2 separate regions of the Rattus norvegicus genome follow, and region 1 is linked to region 2. Evidence: chromatin contacts called from public Hi-C data. All regions are on one chromosome and are shown on one strand. Each heading gives the region's core, a stretch centred on a gene start, on an enhancer-like site or on the middle of the called end of the contact. The rest is flanking DNA. Distances are from core to core; before and after follow the strand shown.

Region 1 (6,444 bases), core at 2,773-5,272, 140 kb after region 2:
TGGCAATGGTGGTGGTGGATTTAATCCCAGCACTTGGGAGGCAGAAGCAGGCAGATCTCTGAGTGTGAGGCTAGTCTGGTCTACAGATTGAATTCCAGGACAGCCAGGGTTACAAAGAGAAACTCTGTCTCAGAAAACAAGAGTTACCTAGGGATGAACAGCAGGAGGAGCATGTTGGGAATAGAGGTACAATATGATAAAAATTCATTGTAAAAAAGTCTCAATAAAAAGTTTATTTTATTCTTTAAAGGGGGAACAAGAATACCCTTGGCAGGGAATAGGGAGGCAAAGTTTAGAACAGAGGCAGAAGGAACACCCACTCAGAGCCTGCCCCACATGTGGCCCATACATATACAGCCACCCAATTAGATAAGATGGATGAAGCAAAGAAGTGCAGACTGACAGGAGCCGGATGTAGATCGCTCCTGAGAGACACAGCCAGAATACAGCAAATACAGAGGCGAATGCCAGCAGCAAACCACTGAACTGAGAATAGGACCCCCGTTGAAGGAATCAGAGAAAGGACTGGAAGAGCTTGAAGGGGCTCGAGACCCCATATGTACAACAATGCCAAGCAACCAGAGCTTTCAGGGACTAAGCCACTACCTAAAGACTATACATGGACTGACCCTGGACTCTGACCTCATAGGTAGCAATGAATAGCCTAGTAAGGGCACCAGTGGAAGGGGAAGCCCTTGGTCCTGCCAAGCCTGACCCCCCATTGAACATGATTGTTGGGGGGAGGGTGGTAATGGAGGGAGGATGGGGAGGGGAAGCCCCTATAGAAGGGGAGGGGGAGGGGTTGGGGGATGTTGGCCCGGAAACTGGGAAGGGGAATAACAATTGAAATGTAAATAAGAAATACTCAAGTTAATAAAGATAAAAAAAAGTTTATTTTAAAAAAGATTGACCCACCCAGACCTTCCAGAGAAGAATATGCATTTTCAAAGATCTCTAGATGATTTCTGTATAGATTTCTGTATAGAACACTGCAATTCATACTGAGAAAACTGCTTTTAACATTGAAAAATATGCTCTCAAGCAGTTATGATGCAGACCTTGGGGAATGAAGGGTTTGCACCATTAGTTATTTAATTATTGCTTAGAAGAGCAAGCTAAAGGCAACTTCCTTTTACATTTTCTTTCTGGTTTTTGTTGTTGTTGTTGTTGTTGTTTTCTAAGGGATGGAGGTCTCACTGTATAGTTCTGTCTGTTCTAGAATTCACTATGTAGACCAGGGTGGCCTTGAACTCAAAAAGATCCTCGGCCCCAGTCTTCCTAAATATGCATCACTATACCTGGCTCTAAAGGCAACTCTCACAGGTTGGTAATGTAACTAACTGTCTTGGAAAAAGATTCTAAAGATAGACACTCATACCTTTCTCTGACTATCAAACTAATGAAACAATCTCAAACTAAAAATGTCTTAGGAATTCTACACTAAAGGAAGGGAAAGGCTGAATCCTTGGTGCCTGTAAGAGGAGAAACTTATTTCCTGAAAGTATTTTCACATAGTTCTGACAACTTAACCGCAGAACAGAGCCACGTTGAAGAGTGGGCCCACACCTTGCTAAGGAATTCTGAGTTGCACATGCCTTTTGGACCTCATTTCAGGACCCACAAATGGATTTGACTTCCATTTGTTCCTCTTTCCAATGTGCCACACTCTGCATTTTACTATTACTTAGTTCTTGTTTATTAGAGACAGGTGACATTGCAGGAGACAGGTAGCCTTTTAGCTTCCAGAGCTCATTTTGACTCCCCAAATTCAATCAACAGTAAGATACTAAAACACTGAGAAATAAGCTCCCACTTGTGGGAAAAGAGGACAAGTTGTGTTTTAAAATGTATAACAGTTGGGGCTGGAGAAATGCTCAATGATTAGAGCACTTAATGTTCTTATAGAAAACCCAGTTCATGGGCTAGAGAGGTGGTTCAGTGGTTTAGAGCACTGACTGCTCTTCCAGAGATCCTGAGTTCAAATTTCAGCAACCACATGGTGGCTCACAACCATTTATAATGAGATCTGATGCCCTCTTCTGGTGTGTCTGAAGACAGCTACAGTGTACTTATATGTAATAAATAAAAATAAATCTTTAAAAAAAAATAAAAGGAAAACCCAGTTCAGTTCCTAGCACCTATGAACCATAACTCCAGTTCTTTTGACCTCCACAATTCTCTACTAGATCACAAGCTCCTTGGAGACTTGGGGCTATTTCTTGTGTTTTATTTATTTCACTTGGACAATTACAGTTGTTTCAAAATAGCTGATATGTGGAAAGGAGAATGGAAATAAAGAACACCTATGTTGTCTTTTTTTAAAGAAAAAAAAACCTCTTTAATCATTTAGAAATTATGAGGTAATTCAAATAAATATGGATTCACATCCAATAGTGACAAATAATTCTGAACCTTTAAATAAATTTCTAAAAACAATATATTTGTAGCAGACAGACTTGAATCTCTTGACTTTTCTCAAATGGTAAACATGTTCTTAGCATAAGACTCTAGGGAAATTCTAGCACCATCAACCATCAAATAAAAGAGACAATCAAAAAAAGTTACGTATCAACTTACAAAGGAAGGAAAAAGACACCAGCATTTAGATGGGAGAGCTAGGACTTCAAACTGAAGTCCTCTGTCCCATGTCTTACATCAGACACCTCAGTAGACAAACGTGCTATACCTCAGACATAAAAGAACTCTGGGGTACAGGCTAGAAAGAAAGGCTGTGCCATGAGAGTCAAACTATTCCAGCCACTGCAAAATAACTGTTTTTCTGTAAAGCAAAGGAAGTTACAGTTTGAAGAAACTTAAAAGACTAACTAGCACTAAAGTATAAGGTGGGAGACATATAAAAGATACCTTTTTAGAAAGGCCACTATGATACTACAACAACAACAACAACAACAACAACAACAACGCAGGTATTTAAAATAATTAAACATGTGAGAGACATAGAAAAGTGTTTTCCTAGAAATCTCGGCACTCTGCATTGAACTACATTGAAGGGAAAAATGTTTGGAAAAAACTTAAAACTAGTGGAAAATTTAGAAGCAGATTTGACACAAAATAATAGGCAGAAGGTGAAATCCCAGAAGGCCTCACACCAAGCACACAGGGGAAAAGGCCAAGGTAGCAATGACCTCCTACCCATCAAGGCCAGCTAAAACTAACCAGTATCGTGGGAAGGCATAGAGTAGTCCAGGTGTCAGTAACCTGGGACTCGTGTTAATACTAAACCTCCCCCTCTAGGGGAGATTAAAGGTGCTCATCAGACTGCCAACATACCACACTGCATGCAAAACACACTGTAATGAAGACTGCATGGAAAAGCTCATTATATGAAAGGAGCCCATGTCCACCGCACGGTCACACAGAAGGCCCCACCTTTACACACTGCAGGGCACTGACTCCCTCTACCTTCTCTCTGCTCCAGTCTGCTTTCAAGCCCTTGCCTCCAGCTCTTAGATGAACATCCTCTTAGTAAACACTGCTTCTGCTGCAACTATGTACTTGTACTCACTTCGTTTTGTCAGAGACACACAACTTAGAATAGTCCTGAACCCTGTTATCAGCCAATATCAAAAATGTATTCTGAACAAAATAAAAGATTTTTCACTTTGACTGAAGCCAAGTCTCCCAAGTCTCCCAGGGCTATAATAGTTAATTGTGGAAAATAGAAGTGTGGTATTAAAGATAAAATGGATCACGGTAAGAAAGGTTAAAGCCTTTGATATGTCTTCAGAAAAAAACTGGTTTTAAAAATAAAAAAATCACATGATAGATTTTCAATTTAGTCCTCTGGTTATTGTGTAACTGTCAACATGGCCTGCATTGTTTCATTGTCTTAACCCATATTTTTAAAAATTACTAAATCAAATAACCATTATTTTACAATTCAATTGTTTTCCTGTAAGGCATAATTCTTTGTAAACTGTAACTTAGAAAAGAAAAGCCAGCACATTGTCTCATGGCCAATGCCCGCACGCAACCTTCGTGCAGAGTGCACCGAGCTAATGATTCACAGAAACAGACAATACAGGCCCTTTCCTTGGCTCCTTTCTTGGCTTTTACAGAGTTGCAGGCTTTTCTCCCTTTTGTGTTCACTTCCTGTCAACTTTGACTTTTCAAAAGATACCAAAGCATCTTAAAAATCTATTTATGAGTTTGCTACCAAATCAGGACTCAAACAGACTGAATCACCTACTGCCACAGTGCTGGTGTGTAATACTGTGCTTCGTGAAATATCTGGGAAAACAACTGACAAGAAAATTGTTTAACCTTTACACATAAGAGTATCCTGATCAAAATTAATGCTTAAGAGCACACTAATCAAAATTTACTGCGTAAGCAAACTTCCTTGGTTTGGTGACTGAATAGAATCTAAAGTTCTGAGTCAACCATGTCATGTGTATTTACAGACACAGACAGCTTTCTCGTGGTTTTCTAAAGTGAATTAAGAGGAAATAATGAACTAGTAGCACTTTGGTGTCCCCACAAAATAAGCAGTACTCCAGGACAGCACCCACAAGACCAACTCACTTAATGCAGGAAAACAAAAACAATGTCCTAGATCACCCTCAGGGACGTATACTTCACATTTATATAGAATTAACAGATTTAAAAACTGGCAGGCCTGGTGAAGAAACAAGAACCAAATTTTGTAGTTTTAAACAACTACAAAACTGAAGAAAATAAGTGACAGTTTTCAAATGCTGAACAAGGGGACGAGGACCCACAGCGACTCCAGTGCAGTGGGTGCCATGCTGTAGCTGACTATGTAGGCAGCGCCCCACCAAAACACAGGGACAAATGGAAATAGACACCCACTGGTCCCCAACAAACAGCCCTGAGGTGAGGGAATTAACAAAACAGAGCTGAGGCCTGTGGAGACCCACTTCAGCTGGGGCACAACAGCCCACACCCAAGAGACAGCTAGCTTCTCAGTGCTAAAGAGGAAGTCCTGGAGGAGCAGAGGCTCGGTTGTACAAACTGGTTTCTACTAGCCACAGCAGACAAGCTTATGATCCATCTATAAGCAGTAGGTAAAGCACTTAAAAGATCATCTCTTGGATAGTGGAGGAAAATTAGATATAAAGACTGCTGTTTGAATAAAGATAAAGTTCCTGGAATCAGAAAGAAAGAAACAAAAAAAAAAAAAAAAAAAAAGAAAGAAAGAAAAAGAGAAAGCTGGGGATAGAGAGTACAAAACAATCAAACTACTTACAATTTAAATGTGTCCCAAACAAAGCACAACTCAAGAATATTAGTAAGAATATGAAAATATCCAGGAACCAGTAAGGCAAAATTCACATATTTAAATCTAGTAAAATATTACCAAGAGGCAAAAAAACAAGTGGTTGTTAGAAAGTAGAGTGTCAGTCAATAGAAACACATCTAAAAAGAAATAGGCATTAAGAGTTAGCAGATAGATTTTTAAAAAGTTATAATACCTATGTTCCATGTATCCAAGAAGGCAAAGGAGCATGAATCTGTTAAAGGGATGTAAAAGGAATCTAAGTAAGAACTTCTAGAATTGGAAAATATAGTATGCACATGAAATGAAAAGCAGATTAGATTCTTCGGAAGAAAAATACCAAAAAGCTTTAAGGTACAGTTTTAGGAACCACTTAAAATGAACTATAAGAGACAAGCATCCTTTAAAAGAGGAGGGGGTGGCAGCAGTCAGGTGTGAGACAACCACAAGCAACTTAACATACGTAGAAAAGAGTGGAATCTCAAAAGAAAAGGTAGAGAGGTCAATTAAAAATCCTAATGTATAAGGGCCCAATTTTCCAAATGTGATAAAACCTACATTTTCACATATCCAAAGCAAAGAAAATTAAAAAGGCATGTTATAGGAAAACTGGTAAGAACCAACAATAGGAAGAAAATCTTACAAGGAGCCAGAAAGAGAGTAAAGTCTTCTATAGCAGAGAAGCAACCACACAGTGATTTCAGAAAGGAGGCAAGCCAGACAGTGTAGCAGCTTGTTTAAACAGGAAAAGAAAGCTGTAACCTAGATTTCTATGCTTAGTCAAATAGCTTCCAAGCATGAAGTGACCTGTTTTTCCAGCCACACAAAAGTTGAAATAGTCCTTAAAGATAGACATGAATGCAGAAAATTTAAATGAATGAACAAACAAAAAGTTCCTGGAGACAAAAGGAAAATCAATCAGATGAAAATCTAAATCTCTATGAAAAATAAAGAACACACACCAAAAAAACATGTAAATAAATAAAAATACATTTTTATTTTTATCTTATTCTTTCTCTCTTTCTCTAAAAGGTAACCAATGGGTTTGCCGTGGTCTTGTGTGCTTTTTTAATCCCAACACTTTGGAGGAAGAGGTGGATCTCCATGAGATTGACGTCAGCCTGACCTATAGAGTTGTAGACCATCCAGGGCTATACAATGAGACTCTATCTGGAAATAAATAG
Region 2 (6,323 bases), core at 3,493-5,992:
AAATGTCTAACACTAGGATCCCATGTGGTTCCAAAACCCCTGCAAATACATCCGAGTTTATGTGGCTTCTTTTTCTACTCCTTGCAGTTTATTCCATTTGCTGTAACTGGAAACACTATGGAAAGGGCGGTCTGTAAGCATCAGAAACATATTATTCCCAGTTGAGGAGGGAAGCCTAAGATCAAGGTGCCTGCACACTCAGGGTCTGGTGAGGAACATCTTCCTGGTTCACAGACAGTGACTTGGTGATCTGTACACACACAGAGGGGTGAAACGGCTCTGGAGTCGGAATTCCATCATGAATGATCTGTCCTCACGACCTAGTCATCTCCCAAGTGCTCCACCTCTACTGTGAAGTAATTAGCCCACTGATAAAGGACAATTCCCCAGTGCACTCACCAGGATGGCCAAGGGCACATACCTTAGGAGGTGGGGCCTACGTGGGAGAAGTAGGACAGTGGGACAGGCCTTTGAAGGGTACATTGGAACCGGACCTCCTCTTCCTCCCCCTCCTCCCCCTCTTCCTCCTTTTCTTCCTCCTCCTCCCCCCGCCACTGCCATGGAGTTGTTAACAGTGAACATACATGGTCCCCCTCTGCAAATCTTTAGCCTTGTAGATAAAAGAATTTTAAAATGATGCCAGAGGAAACTCAAGGACAATTTTGTTACAGTTGGAGAGAAAAGGAAGGCAGGCATGCTTAGCAACAGAGTGGCATGGGGACATAGGGGTTCTGAGACAGACAGATAGACAAAGAGACACGGAGCCCCTGAGAATGTCCAGGCAAGCAGGTTGAGGGTTTTAGTTGGTATATAAAAAGTGCGGGGGGAGTTATATTTTGTGAACTGGAACTCAGAAAGCAGAAGTCTTAAAGTGACTTCAGGGGTTGGGGACTTCCTGTGTACATGAGCAGGCTCATCCAGGGAAAGGTGTCCTTCCATCCTTTTAACAGGTATTCAGCTGCCTCAGTTTTTCCTAGAGCATGGCCTCCTGGTCAGGTGATCAATAGACCCATTTGGATAACTCTTAAGGGATGGGCCAATAGTATAGAACCTCATAATCTTTGGGGCAGCTTCCAATATCATGTCTCCACCTAGGGCCAGAGGTTCAGCTCGGATCCACTTCTTTTGCTAAAACCTCATGAAAGAGAGTAGATTATAAAGAACTAAAGAAAGAAAAATAAAACCTATGAGACAGGCACGTGTTACCAGGAGAACACGGCCTTCTTTTGAGGGACTTCCACAAAGCCCAGCTGCGTCTGCCTTCCTCCCTTCCTAGGTTGTTTTAGGCCTTGAGGAGGCACAGTCCTCTCCTTCCATGTGGCCTTCTAAATTCTGAGCGTGATTGTGATATCCCCCCTTTGCCTAAGGTTAGCGTGTGACCAGAGACACAGGAAGCGAAGGCTGAAGGTACTTTGGAGAGGAAAGGACCCACTCTTGACCTTCCAGCCTGCTGGGTACCTGCCTGCTGTACTACCTAACAACTGTGGTTGACCAAGGCCTTCCTGCCACAATACTATGCCCCAGCCCAGGCCCAGAACTGATGGGACCAAGTGACCCTGGGCAGCTCTGAACCCTGAGACAAAATAAGTCTTTTTCAGGTACCTTATCACAACCCCCCAGAAAGGTGGAGGAAGACTCTCTACTCCCCGTCACTTGGAGGTTAGGATTACAACATATTCAGTTCATCATCCCTCTCTGCCCAAAAGATTCTTCTCTGGCATTGCTGTGTAGCTGCCAGAGTCTTGTGTTACCCACCTCAGTGCCAAAGGCCAGCGCTCCACCTCTAGAAGTTCCGTTTTGCTGCAGCAAGGCTGAACTGTGAGTGTGGCATTCACTCAGAGTCTTCTTCAGCCCTGCCTCCCAGGACCCAAATTCAAATGAAGCCACAGCCTTGAATTCTAGCTCCTTTTCCTTAAGCTATGCCTGAGAGGGATTTGATGGGAAATGGAAATTGACATTTGCATTCATATAGAACCCCAGTCTTTCATTAATTAATCAAGGCTCTAAGCCACCTAGACAAATCCTCCAGGGAAAGCTTGCAGCTAAGCCCTGGTGCATCTTGTTTGGAAGGAAGATTTCAGATGATTGCAGATGAGGACAAATCTGGCATCAGGCTGTCTACAGCTCGACCCCTTTTCTTTCTGTGATAGGATACATTCTGCACAAGAAGGCTCTGTTCCTTTATTCCAATGTGGAGAGTCTCCTTCCCACTTTCCTACCCTCCTTCCCACCTTTCTATGCACTCTGCGAGCAGAGCACTCCAAGGGCTAAAAGGAGAGAAAAAATCTCTGGGGTGAGGGGATGCTTTCTGAAGTAAAGGAGAAAATAAAAAACAGTCCATAGAGTATGGTTTGAATACCCACCCCAATGGCCAACTGGGACAGGTGCTGCTCCAAGGCAGTGGACTGAGTTAAGTGTCTGAGACACTTGGAATCACAACTGCACCTCTGGGTTCCTCGAGTCATACACTAGAACATACTGAGGAACGCCCCCCCATAAAGGACAAGAAGGCTTGTTGCAAAAATGTATGGAAGAAAGAATCAAGAGATTGCTATACAAATAGGAGTGGGCCCCAAACTGTCCACCTCATAGAGAAGTTATCTCAGGGAGGAAGGTGTAGGCTTGGCAGAAAGATATGCAGAGGACAGAGGGGTGGGGGGTAGACTGAGTTGAATATACTTCAAGCAAGCAACATGGAGGGCATCTTAATGAGTAAACATATATCTACATAAATATGTGTACATAATATGTCATATTACATGTCTGTTATTACATATTGTATATTGTATATTATTTAAGTATATATAATACTAAGACAGACATCACCCTAACCCACTACTTATGCTTGTCTTCTGTCCCCTTACCCACCCTAGCTGGGCTTTTAAAGGTTGGTGCTATGGCTGCTAGTCTGTGTACGGCATGTTGGGTGGGAAAAGGCATGCAGACTCACCCACATGCCATTCACAGCCACAAAGAAAGAAGACGAGGGCTGGGGCCGGCAGGTAGAGGGGGTTCCATGCAGACTAAACTGGAAAAGAGGGTTTTTCACCTGGGGCTGAGAAAACCTGAAGGGTGAAGAGATGAAGGCACTCCAGGTCTGGGTGGCTCAACAGGAGGAAGCTGGGGCTGGTACCACAGGGCTATCGTAACTGGAGACCTTAGATAGCGGGGAGTTGGGATTGGACTGGGTCTGTGTTTGCTCTTCCGGGTCAGGGCCACAGTCATTGATAGAATTGGTATTCTGTTTCTACAGTGTTCTTGCTTAGCCTGTGTGTACGACCACCTGACCAATTCTGCCCCCCTCATCTTTTAGGTCTAGAGCCCCTCTGTCTACCAGTTACCACCGCATGTTGGCTTCTGGTTATTTTTAATACTTGGTAACCACCCAAGTAATTAGCACTTTATTTCACTTAAAAAAAAAAAAAACTAAATCACCACCCTCATTGCCCAGTATGCTCCTCTCTGGTGGCCCAGATCCTACTGTGTCTGCTCCTGTTGCCTCCCTCAACGAGGCATCAGCTTGGCTTGCAGCTCAACAACAGCTTCCACTAGACAAAACATGGAACACTGACCCAACTCCAAACAAATGCCTTTCTGTGGACCTAAGAACAGGGAGGAAAGCAGCTGAGACAGCAGTCAAGGCACAAGCCCCTGAGGGTGAAACCTGAAGCCTTTACTGCTGTGCTGAAAGGACCCCCAAACCACAGGTCACCATGGCAACCCAAATGGCTCATCCAAAACTCGAGGGTCATCTTTAATTTACAGAAGTGACACTTAGCAACAGGGTAGGCGGGGCGATTGTTCTACTGTCAGATTGTGAACTCAGGGCATTCAGTCTGCAAGCCACAGAGCTGAAGGATTTGGGCACAGCTGTTCTCCCCTCACGTGCCAACATTCAAATAAAAGGTTCCTTCTGCTATTGAGGAATGTGAGGCCAGGGGCAACAGGTGGCCATGAAGAGGTAGAGATAGAAAGACAATGGCTACAGTAATCAGACAAACCAGGACGGTGTTTCATGAAAAGGGCGTTTTGTATATGTCATTGATAACTTTTGTAGAGGAAAAGTGGATGTTCCTTTTAGAGTAGGGAGATGGTTTCCGACACAGCCATGTTTCCTGAGGCAAGGGATAAATAGAAAGAGCAAACCTTCTCGTGTAGAATCGGGGCATCTGCATCCCTGTGGTGTGGTGTTGCCTGGCAACACACAGGATGCATCATTCTACTTCATTTCAGAAATACAACTATCTTCTGGCATAAATAAGTCTCATGTGCTGTATATTCTTAAAATTATTTGTTTTATATCTGAAATTCACATTCACCCAGAATTCTTTATCTTTTTATTTGCTAAACCTGACATCTCTATTATTATTTTTTTTAGAAGAACAGGAAATGGAAATTCACATAGAGTTGGGATCAAGATGGAGTCCAGGACATAAGGAGAGGTTGATGGGAAGCCATCCAGTGAGCACCACAGAGGATGTTTCTAGAGACTAGATCTGTGATGCCTTAACACACAGAACATATGTGAGAGAGTCGGCGTTTGCACTTAAAGCTGTGGCACAAGCCAATGGTTAACTAGGAGATGTGCAAGGGGAAACGTGCTTATTCAAAAATATTTTAGCTAGTAGTGAGCAAAACTTAAAGAACATTGAGCTTTCTGATTCTTTTCATACTCATCAGCCTCCTCTTCGAACCGCTAAAGTAGAGATTCTAGTTTTGCTCTGCAGGGGGCAGCATATCCCTGCAAAGAGATCATCAACTTTCCTCCTTCAATATCCAAGGAAATTTAAGCATGAATAAATCTAAACGTCAGCTCTCGAGACCTGAAAAAGGGAGGAGCCTCAAAAGGAGAACGGAAAGTGTGCATCACGTTTGTCCAAGGCAAAATCCACCATACCCCTGCCCCCACTCAATAGGTTTGTTTTTTGTCTTTAACTTTGCTGTCCACTTTCTAAAACAAGATTCAGCACCAGTTCAAAAACTGTCAAATGGATAAAAAGCTATGTTATTTTGAGCTCTGGACCGTTTCTGGTTAAATACACAAGAAAATGCATGTCTGTAATACTCCCAACACAGATCGCCCACCTCCCTGAGGCCCTGCTGCCTAGCTGGCTCAGATGGCACCGGGCTCAGTTATCCCCAGGAGGCACCATCTATAACTGAAATGGACTTTAGCACTAGTTGGCACAAAATGCCGGAGTAGCACCAACACCCACATCTGATTACAGCTTTTTACAGGGCTTATAGGGTTCAGAGACTATCTGGTGCCACGCCATTAGGAAAATCACGTGGTTTCCTCACGGTTAATGATTGCCAGGCTCTGAATAAGTGGCCCAACCTTTGTATTTAAAGAACAGGTGATCCACCCAGACAGACAATCCCTGGCTCACCCTGGGAGCTGCAGAAACCCTCTATCAAAGAAAGACAGAGCAGGGGTGGGGGGTTGGTTTAAAGAAAAGCTGGGAATCAGTTTTGTTAGCAGCTGCCCAGTTTCTCTTTTCCAGTGCGGCCTCCCTGGAAGGCACCCGCTGCTCCCCAGAACCCAGACGTCTGCTCCCTTCTTCAGGCAAAGCTATCTGCAGGCGAGTTTAAACTTGAAGGTGTTAATTGCCCAGACCAGGGCGTTTGAGTGCTTGTCTAATTTGCTCTGGAAAATGGGGTGTTGCCTCAGTCAAAGGAATCTCACTGTGAGCAGGTGTGTCAGGCCCTTCCAGAGAGCAACTCTCGGGCTATCGCTGGGCTGGGCCAGATGGGCAAGGAGTGTCTGGCCTCAGTGCCATTTCCTCACACAGGGCAGCCTTACTCCTGATACGCTTTGGACGGAACCAAATCTAAATATGCTGAACAAAAAAAGCCCTGGATTTAACCAATCCTTTCCTTCCTCCTCCCGGAACTGTCCCAGAGAAGTGGTTCCATAAATGAGTATTGAGCTTAAGAAAAAAAATAGAATAAATAAATAAATATCCCTTAGCCAAGCATAGTGGCATATTCTTGGAATCTCAACACTCAGGAGTCTGAGACAGGAGGATGACTAGTTCCAAGCCAGTGAGGAATCCATAGTGAGGCTCTCATTCAAATCGTCGTTGTCATTATCATCCAATGAGGAGTTTTTAACAAAAACTAAAGATGTTACATCATCTTGCTATCTACTTCATAACTAAAAATCCCAGTAAGCACAGTATCCATGGCTGGGGCTGACGCTTCCATTTGGACATCAGAATAAGGAAAGGAAGAGTTAAGAGAAGAACAGAGAAGACACTAGCTAAAAGGCCTTTCTATCTTTGACATATGCTCACCTCTCTCTCTGCCAAGCAAATGGAGAA

What was found. Hi-C and Micro-C count contacts between places; a contact is called where the count stands out from the background.
Region 1: a Hi-C map of liver shows a contact between it and region 2, with 5 times the contacts expected there. The contact joins two enhancer-like sites. A contact is called at or near these places in 9 of 12 Hi-C or Micro-C datasets (the A7r5 cell line, the Rat2 cell line, Schwann cells and 5 more).

The regions. Positions count from the first base shown.
Region 1 is chr15:54,838,624-54,845,067 of GRCr8, forward strand. All of the region lies in intron 17 of Rb1 (RB transcriptional corepressor 1), which reads right to left. Among named protein-coding and RNA genes, the nearest start is that of Lpar6, 16 kb to the left of the region's middle. Within about 2 kb of position 4,023, at least 13 of the 93 cell types and tissues checked have an H3K27ac peak or open chromatin away from gene starts, as enhancers often do. A contact at or near this core is called in liver, where this site is marked.
Region 2 is chr15:54,697,854-54,704,176 of GRCr8, forward strand. No RefSeq gene overlaps it. Among named protein-coding and RNA genes, the nearest start is that of Rcbtb2, 33 kb to the right of the region's middle. Within about 2 kb of position 4,743, at least 8 of the 93 cell types and tissues checked have an H3K27ac peak or open chromatin away from gene starts, as enhancers often do. A contact at or near this core is called in liver, where this site is marked.